Regions from separate parts of the Anser cygnoides genome. Here regions 2 and 3 are each linked to region 1. A link is a contact called in public Hi-C data. All regions are on one chromosome and are shown on one strand. Each heading gives the region's core, a stretch centred on a gene start, on an enhancer-like site or on the middle of the called end of the contact. The rest is flanking DNA. Distances are from core to core; before and after follow the strand shown. Region 1 holds the start of CAPZA1 (capping actin protein of muscle Z-line subunit alpha 1). Region 2 holds the start of LRIG2 (leucine rich repeats and immunoglobulin like domains 2). Region 3 holds the start of SLC16A1 (solute carrier family 16 member 1).

Region 1 (3,805 bases), core at 390-2,889:
CTTTTAGAGCATCCTGTGCACCGACTCTCCTGTGAAGCAATAAAATATAAAGTACTTAAATCAAACTACTGAAATCAGGACTGGAGTGCAGGAAGCAGACTGTGAAGTACTTAATCCTAAATGTCAAGCATTTGAGTTGCTGTTACTTGTCATTTTTAGAGTTGATTTGTTTCAAAGCGGTGTCAGCACAGCGACAGGATGTTCGTTTGCAGAAGCACAAAAAGACTTTCTGTAAACTGACCTACTTCCTGGCCATCATTACCATTTCAGGTAGCTCTGCAGTAAGCTAGCAAAACTAACTTCCTTTTTCTAAAATGGGGAAAGTAGCTGACAGGGAAGCTGCTCAACTACTAGTTTAAACTGGTAAAATGGCAGCAGAAAACAGACAACAGGACACACCGCAGTAAGGTTTAAACTAATGAACCCCTAGCTTTCCTAAAATGCACCTACAGAGAATAAAGCAGTGAGGTTTATAGGGGTGAGAGGTGTGAGGGGAGGAATTAACTTTATTGCTCTTTTGTTTGATTTTCTTTGTTGTTTCCTGAGTGGTTATAAAATGGATACTATAATGAATCTTTACTGCATGTTTCTTTTTCAGAATCCTCACAACCTCGCTTTCTACCTGTGCCAGGCATGGAGCTACTTTAAATTGATGCCAGGTTGCCTGAGCCAGGACATGAAGCAGAACACAGGGCCCAATTTCAAGTGAAATCCCAGCTAGTTTGACAAATAAAATATCTGGACACACGTAGTCCTAAAGGGCCTCCTGCAGGATGCGTCTTCCCTGAAAGTGCTTTGAAAGAAGGCGCAATGAAGCGATGGTTTCCATTGCAGCAGTTCAAATGAAATTTCAGCCAAATGCCAACAGGTTAAAGAATTTTACACTATATCGGATAGATTTCAATAGTGTACTGATGACTACACGTTCTGCTCTGGAATACTTATTTCAAACAATGGTCTAAAACGTTAACGGGCAAAGGGGACCTCTGAGGTTCTCTGTCACAACGAATGTCGCCATAATGAAACTGAAAGCAGCAGTTTAAGAGAGAAATTAAAGCCGGCTCCAAACTCCCAGATCTTTGAAGATCCCCAAGCCTCGACGCCCCGCAGGATTTTAAGAAACGAAACGAGCCCATCTGCACGGCGCAGGGAAGGGAAGGCGGCAGCTCTGCCTTCAGCTACCGCCTGTCGGTGCTCCCCGCTTCGGAGGAGGCTGCCCCGTTCTTTGTGGCAGCTCGGGACTGCCCGTGCGCCGCCAGGAGCGGGAGGCACGACCCGTTCCCCCCCCCCCCTTACACACGCCCCGCTCGGGACCCCCTTGAGCGGCGCAGCCCCGCCGTGAGGGCGCCGCGCTCGGGGGCGGGCGGCCTGCGCCGCCCTGTCACGGCGGCACCAGGGCTGCGGCCCCCGCCCCGCTGCGGCGCCCCCCGGCCTTCCCCCGGTCCCGTTGCGGCCCGGCCCGGCCCGGCCCGGCGCAGCCCCCCCACCTTCTCGTCGTCCGACACCCGCTCCTCCAGGTCCGCCATCTCGGCACCTCTGGGCCCGGCCCGGCGCCGCGCGGAGCATGCCGGGCGCTGAGGCTGGGCGCCGGGCAGGAAGCGCGGCCGGCGCCATCTTGGCTGCGGGCAGACGTCGCGGGGCGGCCATCTTAGGGGCGGGCGGGACGGGCCTTGTGGGGGGGGCGCGGGGGGGGGGGGGAAGGCGGTGAGGGCCGGCCCGGGGCTGGCGGGGCGCGGGGTCTCCGCCCGCGGTCTCCGCCCGCCGCCGGAGCGGGGCCGCGAGGCGCGGGGGGTCCCGGCTGGTGACCGCCGAGCCCCGAGGGCGGACCCCGCCCCGCCCCGTCCCTCTCCCGGCGTCCCCCGGCGGCGGCCATGGCGGACGGCAGCGGGACCGGGACCGGGAGCGGGAGCGGGACAGGCAGCGGGCGGGGGCCGTCGTGCCCCGGGGCGGCCGCGGCGCTGCGGCGCTGGGAGCAGCTGCGGCGGCGGGCGGCGGCGGCGGCGCCCTGGGCCCGCGGGCTCCTGGCCGTGGCCGCCGGGCTCGGGCTGTGTTACGCCGTGCTGCGGGTGCCGCTGCGGCTCCGGGACGGGCTGGCCGCCGGTGAGAGGCGGGGGGGCCCTGCCCGGGGGGGGCCCTGCCCGGCCTCGTTAAGAATTTACACCGATTTTTTTTGGGGGGGGGGGGAGGGGGTCACGTGGAACCCAGTCGGCTGTCACAGTTACGGAAGGACAGTAGCAGACTGAAGGGGTTTTCTGATAAAGTGACGTAACCTGTGAAGTTACGCGGGCTGTGCTGTGTGTTATGTCCGCGTAGTGTTTCACGCAGTGTTTAATAAAAAGCTCTCTGTGTGTTTCAGTTCTGCTCATTAAGTCTTTGTTTTTTTGTGTTTCTTAACAGTGACTGTGTTCTTAAGCACTTTGACTCCAAAATTCTACTTTGCCCTTACAGTGACCTCATCTTTCATATCTGGCCTGATATTTGTAAGTAGTCCACTGTTCTCCTCTCCTTTAACAAATTTAGCACCTCTAAGATTCTTTCATTAAGGGTAAATGCAACAGACTTTTATCAGACTCTAGAGGGTGCCTTTGTACTACGAAGGAGCTTGTTACCGAGTATCTTTTCCGATGTATAATCAGTACTCTTTTCCTATGTGTCTTGTACATTTAGGTGAATCTGGGGAAAATAACTTGAATTTGTTTTAAGGAACTCAGGCTTGTTTTAACTGTCCATTTTGTGCTTTATTATTTGGGATTAATTTTGTAAAGTGAAAAAGCTATATCCATGTTGTGCCTGCATGTGCGATTTCCCTGTACAGCACACTTTAGTGTATAAGATCGAGGCACTTTCTGAAAGGGCTTAGAAGTTATCCTAACAACGTGGGGGGAGAGTAACGTGATTAGACTAAAATTTACTTTTTTTCCAATCTCTTCTATGTTACGGGGGTAATTCCACATGACAAGACAGGCCCGAAACAGATAATTAGTATTAATTTGTATGTAGATAGGTCCTGCCTGTAATAATTTGCAAGGGGATGTCCTTCCTCTGTGCAATTTACTTTTCATCTCTGATGTTTATGTTGGAAGGGTGTTGCCTAAAGAAATTTCTGATGCTTTTTTCTCCCATAACAGGTATTTGAGTGGTGGCATTTCCGAAAATATGGCACATCTTTCATCGAGCAGGTATCTGTGAGTCATCTGAGACCCCTCATTGGAGGTGTGGAAAATAGCCCTCCAGCACCAGCAGCGTTCTCAGTTGGAGAGAATGAGACAAACAGGCAGAATATGCCAGGTGATTGTTAATGTGTCCCAACAGTTTTCATTAAGCTTGCAGGCGACTGGCTCAAATGAGTTGAGTTTTAAATGGCTTTGACTAAGCATTAGTGCTTGTAGTAATTGGGGAAAGGCCTATGCCTTACGATGCGTTTTATTAATATGATAAAAGAAATCAAGTGATAATGTATCTTTGATCTAAAACATTCATTATTAAAAACATCATCTAGAAAATATGTTACACGTTCAGCTAAAACTGTTTAAGTAACACTAGATATTAGCTATTCTAAACATGTGCAAGGTAAAATTGCTTGAATGTAAATGGCAGTGTTTAATCTTTCCCACATGTGCTTTTGTACCACAACAATGGTGGGGAGCCAAAATATTTAAGTGATAGGAGAAATTCAGGGAGATGATAAAGATTGTATGATTGTGCTCAGGTCAAATAAATCTAAGATAAAAACTGCTTTTTAAAGTAAGATTGCATTTGCATTACTGCATTTTAAATCAAGGTGGTAATATTTCTGCTCTTAACT
Region 2 (3,805 bases), core at 914-3,413, 170 kb before region 1:
TGCAAAACTTGTATTTTAGAGACTCATCTGGTATTGTATATAAAATCATCTAAACATTCATTTTGAGCTGAACTGGTGTTCATCTCTCACGTAAATAAAACGGAACCCAGACAGCAGATTGATTACCGCGTGCCTAGCCCCGGAGAAGGACGGTAACTCAGCCCAGCTGAGCACGGCCGCGTCCCCCCCACGTCCCCGGGCAGGACAGGTGCTACTGCAGCCACCCAGCAAGCCGTCCGCGCTGAGAAGTACACAGGCTAACCAAAACGCACCGCTGCAAATGGAACTGTTACTGACTTTATGACTGTTAACACGCAGACACACCAAAAAGGGTTTGCTGGCTCCCTGACTTCTCTACACTCTTCACCACCCTGCAGGTCACCCACAAAGCATACGCATTTCAGCAGGAAAAGTGCAGTTGCCTGAATACTTTCACTACGAAGAAGAGCTCTGAGGGTGCTTTCCTGGCTGTAACAGCACAAACCACCACCACGCTGGTAACATCAGCTGCAAGGAGCTTAAGAGTTATGAAAAACAAGATTTTTCAGTCCACGAAGTTAGGTGAAGCGAGAACTGAGAGGGAAAAGCCCATCAGGGACTTTTTCATGTGAGGGGAAAAAAAAAAAAAAAGCTTTGATTAATTTTAAACAGCTTTTATGTATTACGGCTTATTTAAAGTCAGAACTGCTAGAGCTGTCTTAGGGAAGAAAAAATTCCCCCCCCCCACATGCTTCGTGTGCCAAAATCCTGAAAGCCACAACAGAGAATATACACTTAATTATTGTTTGCAGCATATGGCAGATTGCATAACTTAGCACAGCGCCAACACCACTTCTTCCCATTGCAGTTTGCGCCAAGCCATTCGAAACGCACCCTCTATTGGCTTGGAGAAAGATACGAGCGCTCCGAAGCTTGGAAACTCGCTCTCAAATACAACAGTTATCGGTTTGCCTGTTAGCCACCTGATGAACTTCCAGCCTACCTGTCCAGGCCCTGACAAGTGCTACGTTAAGATATCCTCGTACCTTTCTAACGTGAAATATTTTAAATGACAAATTAACTGCATTTCTGTGCTGAGCTATACGTTTCCTCCTCAACGTTTCTGATTGTTTATCGTATGGGGAAAGAAGAGAACTACAAAACCAGAAAGTGGCAATAAAGTGACAAACTCCCTTATGCGTGCCCAGCTTTTATTATAAACCAGACTCTTAAGTCCTGCCAAAAGGGAGTCCTGCAGGTACCCAAACACTGCCTTCTACGCTCCTGGGATCTACCAGGCCAGTTCTTTACGTTGCCCTGGAGCACCGTCCTTCCAGCCTGCTGCAGGACAGCTACGGACTGGGAATCACGCTGGCTCCAAGAGGGGCTGGGGACTCCTGTGAGCAGAGGGGGATCTGAACACCCCCGGGGCACAAACCGGCGGCGAGTGCTGAGTAACGGCCGGGGGCACCCTGCGCCGGCCCTGGGGGACACCGCTCAGCGCGGCGCCGGTCACCCCTGGCGCTGAGCGAGGGCTGCCACCCGCCTCGGGCTGCTGTTTCCCTTCCCGAAGCAGCAGCGGCCGCAGAGCCCAGGGCAGCCCGCAGGCTCTCCCCGAGGGAGGCGAGGCCCAGGCCGCCCGGCAGCGGCGGAGCTCGGGGCCGGGCGCTGCAAGGCGCGGCTCGAGGCGCCGCCGGCAGGGGCCGGGAGGGGCCGAGGCCTGCGACGGGCCCGGGGGCACCCCGAGCCCCGCTCCCGCCCCCCGCCGCTCCGCCGCGGGCAGAGCCGTGCCCCGGGGCCGCTCCCGCCCCGCCCGCCCGCCGCCCCGGGAGGCGGCCGCAGGCCCGTTAGGCCCGGCCCGGCCTCGCCTCGCCGCCGGGCCCCGGCCGGTCCCGCCCCGCCCCGCGGCCCCCGACTCACAGCGCCGTGGTGCCGGCGGGCAGCGGCGGGATCCTGCGCGGGCCGGGCCCGCCGGGCAGGCGGTGCCGGCTGCAGTCCAGCAGGCCGCGGCGGCAGGAGCAGGGCGCGGCGCAGGGCTCGGCGGCGGCCCCCAGCGCCCCCAGCGCCGTCGCCGCCGCCGCCGCCAGCAGCAGCAGCAGGGGCACGGCCCGCGGCAGCGCCCCGCGGGGGGGCCCCGCGCCCGGCCCCGCGCCCCGCATCCCCCGGCACGGCGCGGCCCGCACCGCTCCGCCCGCCCCGCCCGCCCCCCGCGTCACCGCGCAGCGCGCCGGGGGCGGGGCCGGCGTGTGGGGGCGGGGCCAACGGAGGGGGCGGGGCCGACGGACGCCCCGCCCCCTGGCCGCCGCCGAGCGGCGCAAGGCGCAGCCGCCGCCGCGGGGACCGGGCGGGGGCGGGGCCGTGGCGGGGCCGGGGGCGGGGCCGTGGCAGAGGCCGCTGGGGGGGCGGTGGGCGGGCTGCCCGTGGCTGCCGGGTCCCCGTGGTGCTTGGTGCCGGCGTGCCCGGTTCCCGGCGGTGCTGGCGGTGCCGCCGGCTCCCGGGGTGCCCCGTGAGGAGCCCCGCTCGCAGCCCCCGCGCAGACGCAGCCCCCGCAGTCTCCCCGACCGCGGCTCCCCGCCGTTCGCCTTTCTGAGCGCGGCGCCGTGGCGGCCCCCATCGGCACGTTAATGGGGGCCGTCCCTCACTGCCGGGCCGCTCCCCACGCCCGCTGTGTCCGGGGGCCCTGCCCTCCCGCCGGGCTCCCTCCGGCTCTCCCAGCGCCCCGGCGGGCCCCCCGAACCCCCGGCGCCGCCGTGGCTGCGGCCGGGCGCGGCTCTCCCTGTCCCCGGCCGCCCTGCCGGGAGGGCTCAGCCTGCGCCGGGCCGGGCCTTGGCCGCTGGATGGCACGCGAGCCCCGGCGGAGGAGCCCGGGCCGGGCCTGGGGCGCTGCGCAGCGCGGAGCTCTGGGCCGGGGGGGGCCCGTACCGGGGGGGGCCCGAAATGCAGCGCTGCGGCTTCGCCCCGGTGCCCCTCCGGTCCCCGGGTACCCCGGCCGTGCCCGGGAGGGGAGCGGGCCGGAGGTTGGGGGCGCAGGATGTCGCCCTGCCGCCCTCAGCCCCGTCGTTCTCAGCGTCAAGGGGAGCTGGGAGAGGAAACGGGGGTTAAGGAGGTGCCGAGCCCCCCGCTGCTGGAGGGAAGACGAGGAGGGAGGGGGCAGTACTGGCCTTCCTGGGGTGGGCGCGGGGGGGATGCAGCAGGGTCCCCTGCGGGGTGCGAGAGGGACGGCGGGGTGTCCCCCCGTGTGCCGCCACGCGCACGGCGAGCGGTGACAGCGAATCCACGGGATCCTCAGGCGATGGTGTGTTCAGGCCAGACTTTGTGAAAATTTGAAAAAGATGCAAGTGGCTTGTAGGGCCTGGCCTGAGAAGCCATGGGGAGGCCTGGCACTGCGGCGGGGGCTCCCTCACGCACAGACCCGCCCTCCTGACGGCATGGCGCTGGCCAAGGAGCGAGGCCGGGCCACAGGCTGGGGGCTCGGCGGGGCGGCCCCTTCTCCTCCAGCCTCTCCCCAGGGTGGCAGCCCCAGCCCGGCCCCAAGGCACGAGATGCTGGTGGGCAGCCACAGCTCCGTGTGCCCGTGGCCCGCACGGCTGGGGGCAGTCAGGTTGGCCTGCAGAAAGGGGAGAGCGCTGCGGGCTGGCAGCACCAGGGCCCCTCTGAGCGCCGCCGGGATGCAGCAGCACGCTCCATGCCTGCACCGGGGGCTCCCGATGTCCCGCAGGCACCCTGCCCGCAAACAGCCCCTCGAAGAGGGGTGGCAAAGTCCAGAGGACAGAGGCCGTGTGCCTGGCCAGGGCTCACAGGTCCGGCTCAGAGCACGCACGGAGAC
Region 3 (3,805 bases), core at 766-3,265, 160 kb before region 1:
AACCAAAGCTAGTGATTATATTTTAAGATTACTATAAGTCCTTAGTGTTTACAATGGGATACAGAAAACCTGAACTTGAATTACTCTGCTGTGACCTCTCACTCATTCTGGAAGTAAAATGGCTTGGCTGTACCCAATTTTAAACTCGATTAACAACAAACGCAGCCAGTAGTAAGGACTGCAAGGCTGCTTATAGTTGCTTTTCAAGGGCAGCTTTGTTGCCCAATATCCTGAAACAATATCCTGTTTTCCTCACAAGAAAAAAATTCCTGAAGGGATTAATATTAAATCTGCCTTTTAAAGGAGACAGAAGAGCAGAGGCACAGAACATGGACTCCTTCCCGCTGTCTACAAGATGAAGCAGCAGCAGCAGCAGCAGCAGCACCGTCCCACAGCTTCCACCGGCTGGCCAAGCCCGTGCAGCTCCGGCAGTCCCCTGCCCCTGAGCTCCGCTGTGCCTGGCCCCTTGTTTTCTGCACTCCCCCAGCACGCAGCCGTGCCCGGGGGGCACTGTCCAGCAGTGCCCAGGACATGGCGCGGCCTCCCCCGTCACGACGGCACTGCGTCCCCGCGCCGCCTGCCACGCTTCTTCCAGGCGGCGCAGAGCACTGGCTCCTAGTTAAGGTGTTACAGGATGACAAAGCTAAGTGGCACTTCGAGTTTGATCCCAAATCGCCCTTTTTAATTATTATTTGTCTTGTTGTCTAAGCAAAACGGAGTGCGGACCTACCCCTGTTTACTAAGTTGCACGGTAGATGCACCAAGAAAACCTTCCACCCGCCCACTCCTTGGTTCACGTCGTCTTGCTTCAGAAGTGGGTGAGTGAGTTTGCTGCAGTGCCTGGTGTTCTTTTATCGAGTGCACCTGGCCCATTAAGTGCCTTGACACAGAGCACACCCATGCACACGCTTGCTGTGGTGAAGAGGAACCGTGGTTGCCTTTGATATGAAAGGGATTGCACCTCCCCTGCGGCTGCCCCAGCTCCCATCTGCTGAGTGTCACTGCCTTTTTGCCTCTCATGGCTCCGAGGTGAACTACACCACACTTTTCTGCTCTAAAACAAATTAGAGCATTAGACAGGCGACCCAGAAGACAATTAACTTCGTTAGGCCGCAGGAGCCAGCAGCTCCAGAAAAGCACTCACAGGTAACAGCCCCCTCGTGCAGGATTTGTTACGCACGGGGAGCGCGGTGCTCGATGCGTCGCTGCCACCATTTTGCATCCGGACAGCGAGGGGCTCTGCGCGTGGGCAGCTTCCAGCACCTTCCAGCCCCTTCCGCGCTCCGTCAGTGAGCCGGCCGGGCCCGGGCCATTACCTGCGGAACCGACGGGCACAGCCCCAGAATCTGCGAGGGGCGAGCGGGGCACCCGGCAGCACGTCCCAGCTCCCGGCCCAGGGCTCCGAGCACGGCCCCGCGCCGCCGGGCCCCAGCGGGGCCTCTCCCGGCTGCCGCCACCGGGCTCCGGGGCAGCGCCGGGGGTCGCGGCCTGCGCGGGGCCGGCCCGGGGCAGGCTCCCTGCTGCGGGGCCCGCTGCTCGCCCGTCCCCGCCGACACCCCCGGGTCGTTTCCCGCTGGCAGCTCCTCGCCGCCTTCTTGGCAGCGCTGCCCGCGGCTCGGCCGGCGGCACCACCGGGTCCCCCGGCGGCAGGGCTGGAGGGGCTGCGCCGCCGCGCCCCCCGCCCGAGCGGAGCCCCCCGGGAACCAAACGGAGAAGCCCCGGGGGATGCCGCAGCGGGCGGCCCGGCGGTGCCCCCACTGCACCCGTCCCGGTCCCGGTCCCGGTCCCGGTCCCGGTCCCGGTCCCGGTCCCCGTCCCCGCGGGGCTCAGGGCAGCCGCGGCCGGCGTCGCTCCATGTGCCCGCTCCGCGCCGGCGCCGCGTTTCCCGCCCGTCCCGGCGGATGGCGGTGGGGCGGGGCGGGGCGGGGCGGGGGGCGGTAGTGGGGGGGGCCCGGTACGTGCCGGGGCACACGGCGGCGGCGGAGGGGCCGGAGGGGGCTCGGGCGGGGGCCGCGCGCTGGGGGCCGGGGCGCGCACGTGGCGGGGGGGCGGGGCCGTGCCCAGGCCCCACCAGCGGCTCCGCCCGCCGCGCGGCCCCGCCGCCCTTATAACGGGCGGGGGCGGGGGATGCGCTCGGCTGGCGGCTGCACGCGCAGGTAGGGCCCGGCGGGGCCACGTGGCGGGGGCACCGGACCGGACCGAGACGGGGCGGGGATGGGGGGCCCCGGGTTGGGGGGCTCGGGGCGGGCGGCGCGGCCCCGCGATCCCGGTGCCCCGGGGCTGCCGCTCCCGGCCTGGCGGGGGCGCGGGGCGCTGCCGGGACCTCGTGGAGGGACCTCGTGGAGGGCGCTGCGGCGGCGCCGCTCGCACCTGCGGCGGGGACGCGCGTGGCCGGGAGGGGGACGCGAGCGTAGCCGGCGGGCACCGAGCTCCTGCGGGCCGGGCCGGTAGCTGCCGCCCCGTGCCGCCGGGGGATGCGAGGCGGCCGGCCCCGGGCCCCCCCTCGTGGCCTGCGGGCACGGTCTGCGCGGTGCCGCTGCTCCCTCCCCGTAGCTCCAGGGCCGGCCCCCGGACCGCGTGCCCGGGGATCCACAGCCGCCGGTCGGCGCCGGGCCGGGGCGCTCGACGCGCAGCCGGGGATGCCCAGCCCTCGTTCCGTGACCTTTCCCGTTAGAGGATTCCGGTTCCCGGGCCCGCGTTCACCCCCTGCCCCCGCGAAGGGCCAAGGGCAGGCGGCGCTGTCCGACGGAGCGCCTCGGGAGCCGCCGAGAGGTGAACGGGGACCGGGAGGGGCGCCTCGGGGAGCGGCCGGTGACCGGCGGGGCCGTGGAACGGAGCCGTCCCGGGGCGCCGCAGCCCTCGGGCCTCCCGGTAGCGGGGAGGGCGAACCCGCACCTTGTGAGCGGCAGATAGGGGGGGGGAGCCGGGGCTGAGGCGATTACAGCCCGCTCCGGGCGGCCGATAACAGCGGGGAAGGGGACCCGGGGCCCGGCAGCACCTGGGGCCTGGGCCCGGGGCGGCGGGGGGGGGGACCGGGCCCCTTGGGCTGCTGCTCCTCGCCCGTGCTTCGCGGCCCCCCAGCCGGGGCCGTCGATACACCCCCGACCCGGTGGCTCCGGCCGTGCTCGGTCGCTCCGCAGCGCGGTTCGGGACTGGCGGTGGGCCCTGGGGGGGCTGTGGGCAGCCTGGAGGCCTCCGGCGAGCTCCAGGAGCGCGGTGCTCGGGGGTCGGAGCGGGGCCCGGGGGCCCCGAGCTGCTGGGGGTGCGCGGGCCCCGGCCCCCGGCACGGCCCGCGGCGGGGGCACAGCGTGCGGGGGCGAGCGGCGCTCACGGGGCTTGCGAGCGACCTGAGGAGAGTCACGAACAGGGGGGCCACGAGGAGAGCTGTAGCTCCCCTTGGGGAGGCTCAGAGGGGACAGAGCCGTGTCCTTTGTCCTCCCCGGGACAGCAAGTCCTCAGAGCATAACGCCTCAGTGCTGTCCTCCCCTCTGCCAGGCTCCTGCTGCCCCCTGAGCTGGGGCGGTCTGCACGAGGTGTTCTTGGGCTTTAATTTTCGAAGGGGGAGGGGGCTAAAAAACAAGTCTTTTTTAGTTTCATCACAAGACACCTGAAATCCAATGATACTGTTTTCTTGCTTTTCTGTGTGCCTGGAGCCTTTCTGTGGTGCACAAGCATCCTATTTTCATGCTAAGTGAGGTAATTTAGTGCAGGCTGACTCTCCTGGGCGTCTTCGCTCTGAGGCTTTTTTGACTCTTCAGAAGTGCAGGGCTGAGAAATGCGCTGGTGCGGGGAAGAGCCACTGCGT

The links. Hi-C and Micro-C count contacts between places; a contact is called where the count stands out from the background.
Region 2: a contact with region 1 is called in a Hi-C map of liver, with 2.2 times the contacts expected there. The contact joins the promoter of LRIG2 here to the promoter of CAPZA1 in region 1. A contact is called at or near these places in 2 of 7 Hi-C or Micro-C datasets (both in liver).
Region 3: a Hi-C map of liver shows a contact between it and region 1, with 1.8 times the contacts expected there. The contact joins the promoter of SLC16A1 here to the promoter of CAPZA1 in region 1. A contact is called at or near these places in 2 of 7 Hi-C or Micro-C datasets (both in liver).

What each region holds. Positions count from the first base shown.
Region 1 is chr25:6,297,840-6,301,644 of Taihu_goose_T2T_genome, reverse strand. CAPZA1 (capping actin protein of muscle Z-line subunit alpha 1) reads right to left here and starts at 1,639. Exons shown (of 10, transcript XM_066983193.1): 1 at 1,488-1,639. The coding sequence starts at 1,526. ST7L (suppression of tumorigenicity 7 like) reads left to right here. Exons shown (of 19, transcript XM_048071024.2): 4 at 599-868; 5 at 2,398-2,480; 6 at 3,129-3,288. The coding sequence starts at 859.
Region 2 is chr25:6,469,419-6,473,223 of Taihu_goose_T2T_genome, reverse strand. It overlaps LRIG2 (leucine rich repeats and immunoglobulin like domains 2), which reads right to left and starts at 2,163. Exons shown (of 17, transcript XM_066983123.1): 1 at 1,900-2,163. The coding sequence starts at 2,138.
Region 3 is chr25:6,453,239-6,457,043 of Taihu_goose_T2T_genome, reverse strand. SLC16A1 (solute carrier family 16 member 1) reads left to right here and starts at 2,015. Exons shown (of 5, transcript XM_066982889.1): 1 at 2,015-2,156. It overlaps LOC136786927 (a long non-coding RNA gene), which reads right to left and starts at 1,945. Exons shown (of 2, transcript XR_010826543.1): 1 at 1,145-1,945; 2 at 1-1,054.